Regions from separate parts of the Drosophila melanogaster genome. Here region 2 is linked to region 1. Evidence: chromatin contacts called from public Hi-C data. All regions are on one chromosome and are shown on one strand. The core of a region is the stretch at or near the end of the contact, and the rest is flanking DNA. Distances in the headings are between cores, read along the strand shown. Region 1 overlaps B4 (B4,). Region 2 overlaps kuz (kuzbanian).

Region 1 (4,407 bases), core at 1,273-3,772:
GACAAAAAAAAAACTACTTCTGGTAACGAAACTGTTGTACCCTTTCAATCCAATCTAAAAACCCTTCTTCTGATCTTACCCTTTCCGGAATTTACCGCAGATACACATACTTATCAACAATATGACTTAATCTACACATCTTAGTCTTTAATGGTCGAGATTTCTTTAGAACCATTCATATTTTTGAATGGGTAGACAAAAATAAGTCTTTCTAGGTCATCTTATCAACCATATATTTTAAAATTTAAGTGAGTAATGTTAATCACTTCATCTCTTTATTGTTCAGAGTGTTGATTGGTATTCCATCCAAACTAGCTGGCCATAAAAATAGCACATGTTTCGGTTTTCACTTTTAAACGTTCTGCTCGAATTCGATTTGCACAAAAATAAATATTTATACGATTTGGATTCGCTTATCCCAAAGACCAGTACAGTTGGCTATCAAATTAATTAATTTAGATGCAAATTCGATAATCAAGAACTTTAAATCATACTGCAATCTCTTTTGAACTTTTTTCGTATAACACCACCATTGAAATTGATTACAACTTCGTTAATATATTGCACAAATCCATTTTCAAATCATTAGTTTCACTTACTGAAGTTTACCTGTAGTTGTAAACTTGGATCTTTTATTACGTGCTGTAAAATCTTGTAACGGCGCACCTTTTACGGAAAATGACGTAGAAAATACACTCATTTTTAAATAATTGGGTGCTTGTTGTAAAAAATTAAATTCATTATTTTACAGCAGCAACCAATTGCTCGTAATTACCATACTGTATTGTGTGAAAATAGTTAGTGCCACTACTGTTTCAGTCTCATAAAGTTGTATTTATCAAACTTCCTAAAGGAATCAACGCAAAAACATTTTCATTTTCGAAATGGTGTAAATTAAGTCTTCAGTTTAATCATTTTTTGAGTGTATTAGGTCTTATCTTTTTAGTACATTCAATTCCCTTCGCAGGATTATTAAGTGTATATAAGGATGATCTGAATTACCATACCCTAAATGCAGAGCATTTACAAAATAAAAGCAAAGGCGACGTCATTGAGCAAACAATTACCCATTGCGCTCTCCCGCTCTCTCCTCTCTCTCTCTCACGCTCGCTTGAAGCGCGTGCCTTGTCAACCTTCCCCACCACCCCTCCTCCGCACCCACTTCCACTCTTCGCGCTAAGCTTACCGTTACATGCAGCTGCTGCTGCAGCTGCGACGCTGTTGCTGGGTGCGCCCGCTGCTGCTGCTGTTGCGACCCCGTTGCCGCCCACTGGGCCAGCGCCTGCTCCACCCACTGTGGAGCCAGGATTTGTAGTTGTAGCTGTTGTTGTTGTTGCGCCCTTTGTGGCTGATGCAGTGGGTGTTGTTGCTGCTGCCGCTGATGTTGTTGTTGCTGCTGCTGGTCCGCCGGGCATGTGCGGTCTACTGTTCATCAGCCAGTTGGCCAGGTGCCTCTGCCGCTCGAGCTCGATATTGGTGCGCTGCATTCCGAGTCCGGACAGCTTTAAGGTCTCGTTCATAATCGCAATCAATCAAACCGAAAAAAAAAAATGAATGCGCCACTGCAACGAGCGGACGCGTCGCCGCCGTCGAAACGAATGTATTCCAACTCGGTACGTCTCGCGATGCCGATTTTCAGCGACCAACTGAGCAGACTTGTCCGACTGCAGCGGCGCCCTCCTCGATCGTTGCTGCTGCTGCTGTAACGAGAGAGCCACAGAGAGAGAGGAAGAGAGAGAGAGAGAAAAGCGTGAGAGAAAAACAACGGAGAGCACAAAATGCGCGCACAGTGGGCAGCGTTTACATAAGTGGCGTCGCGGCCAGCGCAACTCGAATTCGCACAGTGGCCTCAATCTGACAGCTGCACACTCTCACAATTATCGGCAAAATAATATTTGCCGAGCTGCTCAATTTTGTTTGGCAAATATTTTTGCCTTATTATTAGACTACCTACTTATTTATTGAGTGTGGTTTGGGCATAGTAGAGTACCTTATATCGGGGAGTTGTGTCACCCCCAGTTTTAGTTTATGCATTTCTGAATCATCCGTATTTCAGAAGAATGAACATTACCGTGAACAATTTCTTATTTCACAAAAGGCTACTGGATGACAAATTAAAATAAGATATAGTGCTTCCTAGAAAGCTATTTTTCAAAGATATTCACTTTAATTGATTTGTATAAATTTACTTTAGTTTTAGTTTCACGAATTTTGTAGTTAATCTTTTCTATTCTAATATTTATGCGTTTAAGTTTCTTTTTATTGTTGCCCTAATCAAATGATCAACTAAATTAGCAGCTGTGCAAACCTTTTCGCAGAGTTCATATACCCCAAATCCAAGCGTAACAACAACAATTGCAAAATGTGTAAAAAGATGTTGAGCTTTAGCAAAAAAAAAAAATCTCCATCGTAATTGAGATGGTTGCTGTGTGCCTGTGTGTGTGAGATGGATGTGCGTGTGTTGTGCATAAATTAAAATTGCGATGACGATGACGACGTTATCAGAAACTTGGCTCTCTCGCTCCCTCGCTCGCTCACTCGCCCGTTCGTTCCTTGGCTTGTTCAATGTCGCCGCACCTTTTCGATTGTCGACCGCCCGCCGCCCACTTCGCCGCCCCCCAGCCACCACCCACTACTCGTGCAACAGCGTAGAAAGCAGAGCCAGTTCGTCTGGCGTTGGCAGCAAAAACAACAACCGCGCGTCATCTTCAAACGTTATGCGACAGCGTAATCGGTGCGATTGTTAGAAGAGCGAGCGAGATGGATAGCGGAGCGAAAGAGATGGGGCTAGCGAGGGAGGGTGCCGTCTTTAAACTCGCATGGGCACCCATAGATAATTTAATTTGGGGATGCGCAGAACGATTCAAAGTTAATCAGTTTATCAACAATCGATCACACTTTAATAAATTGCTATTAAGTGGTCAAATATAAATATTTGTATATAAAGATATTGCAGTTTATGCAATGTGTGGTAGCTAAATACATATGTATGTACATACATAGATCGGTATTGATTTTTACTGGGAATCAATCCGAAACCCCCACAAACCCCACCACTGTTTCCCCACTCGTAGCACTCATTGTTCAGCACGTTTTTTGGTATTTGTTGGTGTTTTGCTTTATTTGCTGCTTTGTTTTCCTTTCGTGGTGGCCTGGCTCTTTTTATGTACTTTCCCAGGAAAGAGTATCATAACTTTGTCATAATGTTGGCAAACCATTCGACCGGGGGAATTAAATGCCAGAAGGCATCAAGCCAAAAAACCTAAAAACAGTGTTGCAAACGTTTCAGCATGTGGCTATACACCGCAGACAATTTCACAATTGTCTCACTAAAAGGATGATATTCTATTCAGCTCAAGAGCTCCAGAGATTATGTTCTAAGCTTCCAAAGTGAGTGAGTCATAAAAACATACTTCATAAAAAAAGATGTTTTTAAAAAATCCCTCATTTTAACAAATTGAATACATATTTTTAGTAAAATGGAAAACTTGTTCAGTGTAATTTCGTAAGCATGACGAGGCATAACAAACGATCTACATACAATGTATGATTTTTCGGGGTTGCTATGCCAAGCTTTTCTATTGAAACTATCAAAATTGAGTTGAACGATCTGCAAAATTCTGTACATATGTTTGTAAGCACATATGTATGTACATATGTATGTATATATATACGTACAGTATAAAAGTACTTATAGTCGGAAGCAGATGTGCATATGCTATAAAATAAAATGTGTGTGGACTCTTTTGTATCCGGAGTGTTCATCATGTTTTTTCCCTCCTTTCGGAACACTTGTGTTTCAAAACACTTGGGAGAATAGTCTAAGCACCAGCTGTTACCTCTTAGTGATATATGCACATACATATGATTTATGATGTGTACAAATCTGTCGATTAAATTCTTAGAGATATAAGAGTATTCAGGCCTCGACTCGTTTAAGGCGTGGGCGATTTCTGAATCGGAATAACTGCATGTACATTATACTTTAGATTCAACCTTGAATGCATCTTATCGGCGACTTAAATAATATAATAATAATTGCCGTATAGAACTGATGTAATCGTGTGAATATAAGGAAATGGGTTGGTAATGAACTAATGCATAAAGATCAAAGAGCGGAATGCAACCACATGACCAACACAAAGACTTTCATGATAAGATAATAAGATGTTGCATAAATGTTATATTTTTTTTATCTATATATATATATAATACATTTAGATATGACGTAGATGTGGTTAATAGCACTGATCTAGTTTTAAGACCATTTAGATAACAAACTTTTAACTATGTTTAGTCATAGGAACTCATCCATATGATCGTCATTTAATACCTTCAGTTTAAATTCTCTGATTAGATATTGAACTAATATATTATAAGAGCATACGACTTTCGTTCAATTTGATT
Region 2 (4,407 bases), core at 720-3,219, 100 kb after region 1:
ACTCAATTACACTGACAGAAATTAATCAGCTTCAGATTTGTTACTCAAATCTTACTTGAAACTCAGTAAGTTGAGAACACTGGGTTGATATCTTAAATTTAATTTCCGTTTGAAAGAAGAAAGAAATTTAAAATTTTAATATCCCTGGTATGAAGATAAAAACTTCTGTGACTGAAACTTAAAAATTGTCCCTAATATGCATTCTAAGGACAGAGAATAAGTAATCTTACAAGGAAATAAATCTGGTTTATCTAAAACTTCAATTAATCTTCAATTTTCTTTCAGTGCATCCAAGTGCAATGTGTTCTTGAATACTGCCTTAGCTGCTGTTGCCTGGAAATCACAATTTATACACAATGTTGTAATATAATTTTTGCACAGCAAAACAGAAAGCAGCTCGAGTGGCACATTGTTTGCTGGCGTCACTGTTGCTCCTTATATAGTACTCCTCGACAGGATCTCCCTCACATCCTGCAAACCCCTCTTTCCATTTCATGGCACTACCCCACCCCCTCCCCCACCCAGTTTTCCGGTTATCCTTCGGGCTCTCGAGTGCATTGACCATGGCTGTGGGAACTTTATGTGCAGTCGCTGCAACTGCCATAAATGCAATGCGGCTCACATTTATTTACGACTATTTGATTGCACTTGCTATAACACTATGCAAATTTATAGAAAAATGCCTCTATCGCACAACAGCTGCCCCGCACTCGACTCACTCCTTCGTTTTGGCCAGGATGCCCATTAACTTTTGCTGAACTGCGAACTTATTGGCGCATAAATGTCATTGACACGCAGATGTTTTCAACTCGATCCATTTCATATTGTTTAAAACTGGGCTTTGGCACAAAAAAAAAATTAGCAGTAATTGCGGCTGTTGAAACTTTAAATAAATCGGAATTTTTAACTACATAGCTTAGCGCTTAATGAGCTGCTGTTGTTCTTTTATTTCTTTGATAAATGAGCAACCATTACAGAATCTGAAAGTTGGAAGGCAAAAAGTTCTATTCATTAGTTTTGCTTTCATTCTTGTGCCGTTCTAAGGGCGAACAACTTATCCTTTTAAATTTTGAAGATATTTCGTGCAACAAAATTCCAACGAAAACTGGCTGAGTAATTGAATACAATTTTATACAGTGCTGTGCTGGATCGTGTTGCTATGAATATGTATCAGTCAACGATGCATGAAATAAGCAGCCAAAAATACATAAATACAGGATTTACGCCGCGTTTCGATAACGATGATGCCGCGGGGGCAATGTTGACGTTGGCATAACATACAATAATTTCCGGTATTTGATAGCAGCGGCAACGAAAGCCAATGGAAGGAGGCGCTTTGCACAGCAGCATGGAGTGGAGTTTGCAATTGTAAACAAACAAATTTCATGCTACGTTGCACAAGCAACTTCACCCGCCTCCCTACCGGCCTTGCCACATAGTTCTTGTGATAAGGGAGCAATGGATAACATTCACCAAAAAAAAAAAAAAAAGAACTGTGTCCAAATTGACATGCGACAGTCATAGCCGGAAGTTCTATTTTCCTCAATTTTTCGTTTTTTGTGTAGTTCTTTTGATACTCTTGGAGTGTGGGGTATTTTGGGGTGTTTGTATATTCACTTAGTATATTATATTATATTATATTATATTATATTATATATGATATTATGTTATTTATACATTTAACTATTACTTAAACCCTGGACTCGGTTGCACATAAATACAGGGTATCTTATGGTCTCATAACACAACTAGTCTAGACTCTAGCGCTTTCTACGTCGTTCTTATTTTTTTTTTAACAAATCGGATTGGAGTCAGACTGCAGCACAGAAGGCAACCGACGGCCATGTTAATTGGCAACGCTGCCGGCTGAAGTGGCCATGAAAGGGGCAGATGGATATTGAAATCAAATGCGTTTGAGCACAATGGCCTCGCCCTGTGATTGCGATTGTGCGCCAGTGGTCACAGTCAGAGCGGTGGATCTGCTCCAGCGGAGTGGGTGGATGACCCCTTCCAATCTGCTGCCCGCCCGGCTGCGGTTGGATGAATCCATTTTGCATGCGTGGCGACATGTGTCAACTTCTATTAAGTTACCGTTGGTCATTCAACTCGCGGTCACCGACAAAGTCGCCCGCAATTTTTCAGTCTCTGCGGTCAGCAGTTGTTTGTTAGAACGGGTGTTGCTGCAGCACAATGTTCACAGACTGTCTTTTATTTTGTAGTTGCTTTATCAAGTTGGAGATATTTAGTGCTCTGACTCATTCTTATTTCATATAAATACAGGGTGTTTACTGCAATTTACTTTAATTAATCATATGAATTAAAACCCAAGTACCTTACATTTTCAAACAGTATTGTAACTATGCCGCATAAACCCAATTATGTAACATGCCACCATACCATCTAGTATGTAGTGATTGCTAAATATTTTATTACTGCTAGTACTGTGTGGTAGGGGGTTTAGAATTTTCCAATGAAGAAGCCGTCCTGGAGTTCATTTCCCTCATGCCAAATTCCGATTAACAAGCCACTTCCCTCCTTTCTACAACATAAGATCCGCTTATAATTTAACCATAATAATGCTGCCCCTACTCCTCAATTGGCAATGGAATGTGCAACGAACATTTCCAATCAAATACGATTTCGAGCATGCAAATCAACTAGCCAGCAATCGCAGTCGGTTTCCTGTCTATTACACTGAAAGGGCGGCAACTGAACTGGACGAGCTAATTACAAAGCAGCTCACCAGAAATGGGTCATCTGCATCGTTAGTTGCTGCTGAATCTCAATTCAAATCTGACCGCATAATTACAATGCGAAAGTCAACAAAAATCAAGTGCACACAGATACAGATACAAACGCAGATACGGATACAGATTCAGACACACACAAATTGCAATTAGAAGTGACAAATTACGAAAGGCAACAAGAGCCGAATGTAAAAACTGTCAGATAAACATTCATATGTTTTATTTTTCAACTGTACAGAATGCATATTAAATTTTAATTATTTTCATACTTCAGAGTCGTTATGTATGAGTGCTCACATTTTGTTTAATGCTTTGTTTTTTTTTTTTTAGCTGACATGAGAAAAATTTGTACTCTGCAAACTTTTGTACTTCTATCTTTTATGTTTTTTGTCAGTTGTCTGAAAATTGTTGTTTGCCAACCGCACAACAATTGCATTTGATAGAGGAGCGGGCACACCCCGCTCCCCGCATCGCTGGTATGGAAATTGCGGTTAATTGAATTCACTGAACTGGGTTCACAGTCAGCTGCTACTGCCGTTGACCGCTGGCCCATGTGCGTGGCACATTGTTCCCCCACCACCTCCTCAACTCACAGTCCACCACCCACCATATCGCCATATGTGAAAATTAATTGAAGTTGTGCAGTTTTATGGGGTTTCGCAGAGCTGACCAACGCAGAATGGCGGCGGACAACAACCGGCGACAACGACAACTACCAAAAATCTCGCATGACTAACTTTTTATGCCCCACCTCATACCGCCGGCAAAAAATAATGTTTGGTGGGGGTGGGTCTTTTACTTTTTATAAGCACGCCGAACCGTTTTTATGAGCACCACACCACCACCACCTCTGAAATGACAATGTCCAGTGTACACAGTGTTTATTATTTTTACGCTTTACTTTTAATTGACATTTGTCCCAGCATAATGAATCGCTGATATGCAACATGGCAACTTTTCATATTTCATGTTTGGTCAAACTCATGCCTCGTGTTTTTGTCCTTAAACACGGACGGAGTTTTGTATTTTGTATTGTCAGTCAGAATCAAGTGAAGCTGAGCTCTTGCAAATTATATTTAAGACTTTTTGGTTTATTTTTAAAAACCTTAAACTTGTTTAATTACCCAAATGTATTTGGCTAAGCTCTATTAAACTAATCTTTGTTGCAAAGCCCTCTTTAATATCACACTTAGTATGCATTCCATGCTGCTATGTTCAGTTCCGTGCTGCTGCCCTCGACTCATCAGGATGACTACCCTCCACCACTCCGGATTTATCCATAATGTCGCTTCTATGGATGCCCTCTGCCCTCTTTTAGCATCCGAGTCGTCAGTCTGACTCATTCTCCTCGCGATGGCTTCTTGTGATACACTTCGTTTGGTTTAGTTGCTCGTACCCCTTTTGTTTGATGTTATGCACAGTTGTTGTTCGTGTTGCTGTTGCTGCTCAGTCTATGTGGCGTGAAAATTTAAATTAGATTTTAAAATTTAATAAATGTTTTGGGCAAATGAAAAGGTGCCATAAACAACGCACGTCACAACACCTTTATACCCACCACCTAAGAGAGCTCACCTTCAGTTTTCCGCCGGATTGCTGCGAGTGCAGTTCAGATCAGAGAGCGTGAAAACATTTCGCAACATTTAAGTCGCTTTTAATGGCT

What was found. Hi-C and Micro-C count contacts between places; a contact is called where the count stands out from the background.
Region 2: a Hi-C map of the Kc167 cell line shows a contact between it and region 1, with 1.9 times the contacts expected there. A contact is called at or near these places in 5 of 107 Hi-C or Micro-C datasets (the Clone 8 cell line, the D17-c3 cell line, the Kc167 cell line and 2 more) and 2 of 7 datasets of targeted methods (both in the Kc167 cell line).

What each region holds. Positions count from the first base shown.
Region 1 is chr2L:13,511,774-13,516,180 of dm6, forward strand. It overlaps B4 (B4,), which reads right to left. Exons shown (of 7, transcript NM_001273516.1): 4 at 1,187-1,700. The coding sequence starts at 1,520. Among named protein-coding and RNA genes, the nearest start is that of CG33640, 14 kb to the right of the region's middle.
Region 2 is chr2L:13,613,767-13,618,173 of dm6, forward strand. All of the region lies in intron 5 of kuz (kuzbanian), which reads left to right. Among named protein-coding and RNA genes, the nearest start is that of mir-2489, 6.0 kb to the left of the region's middle.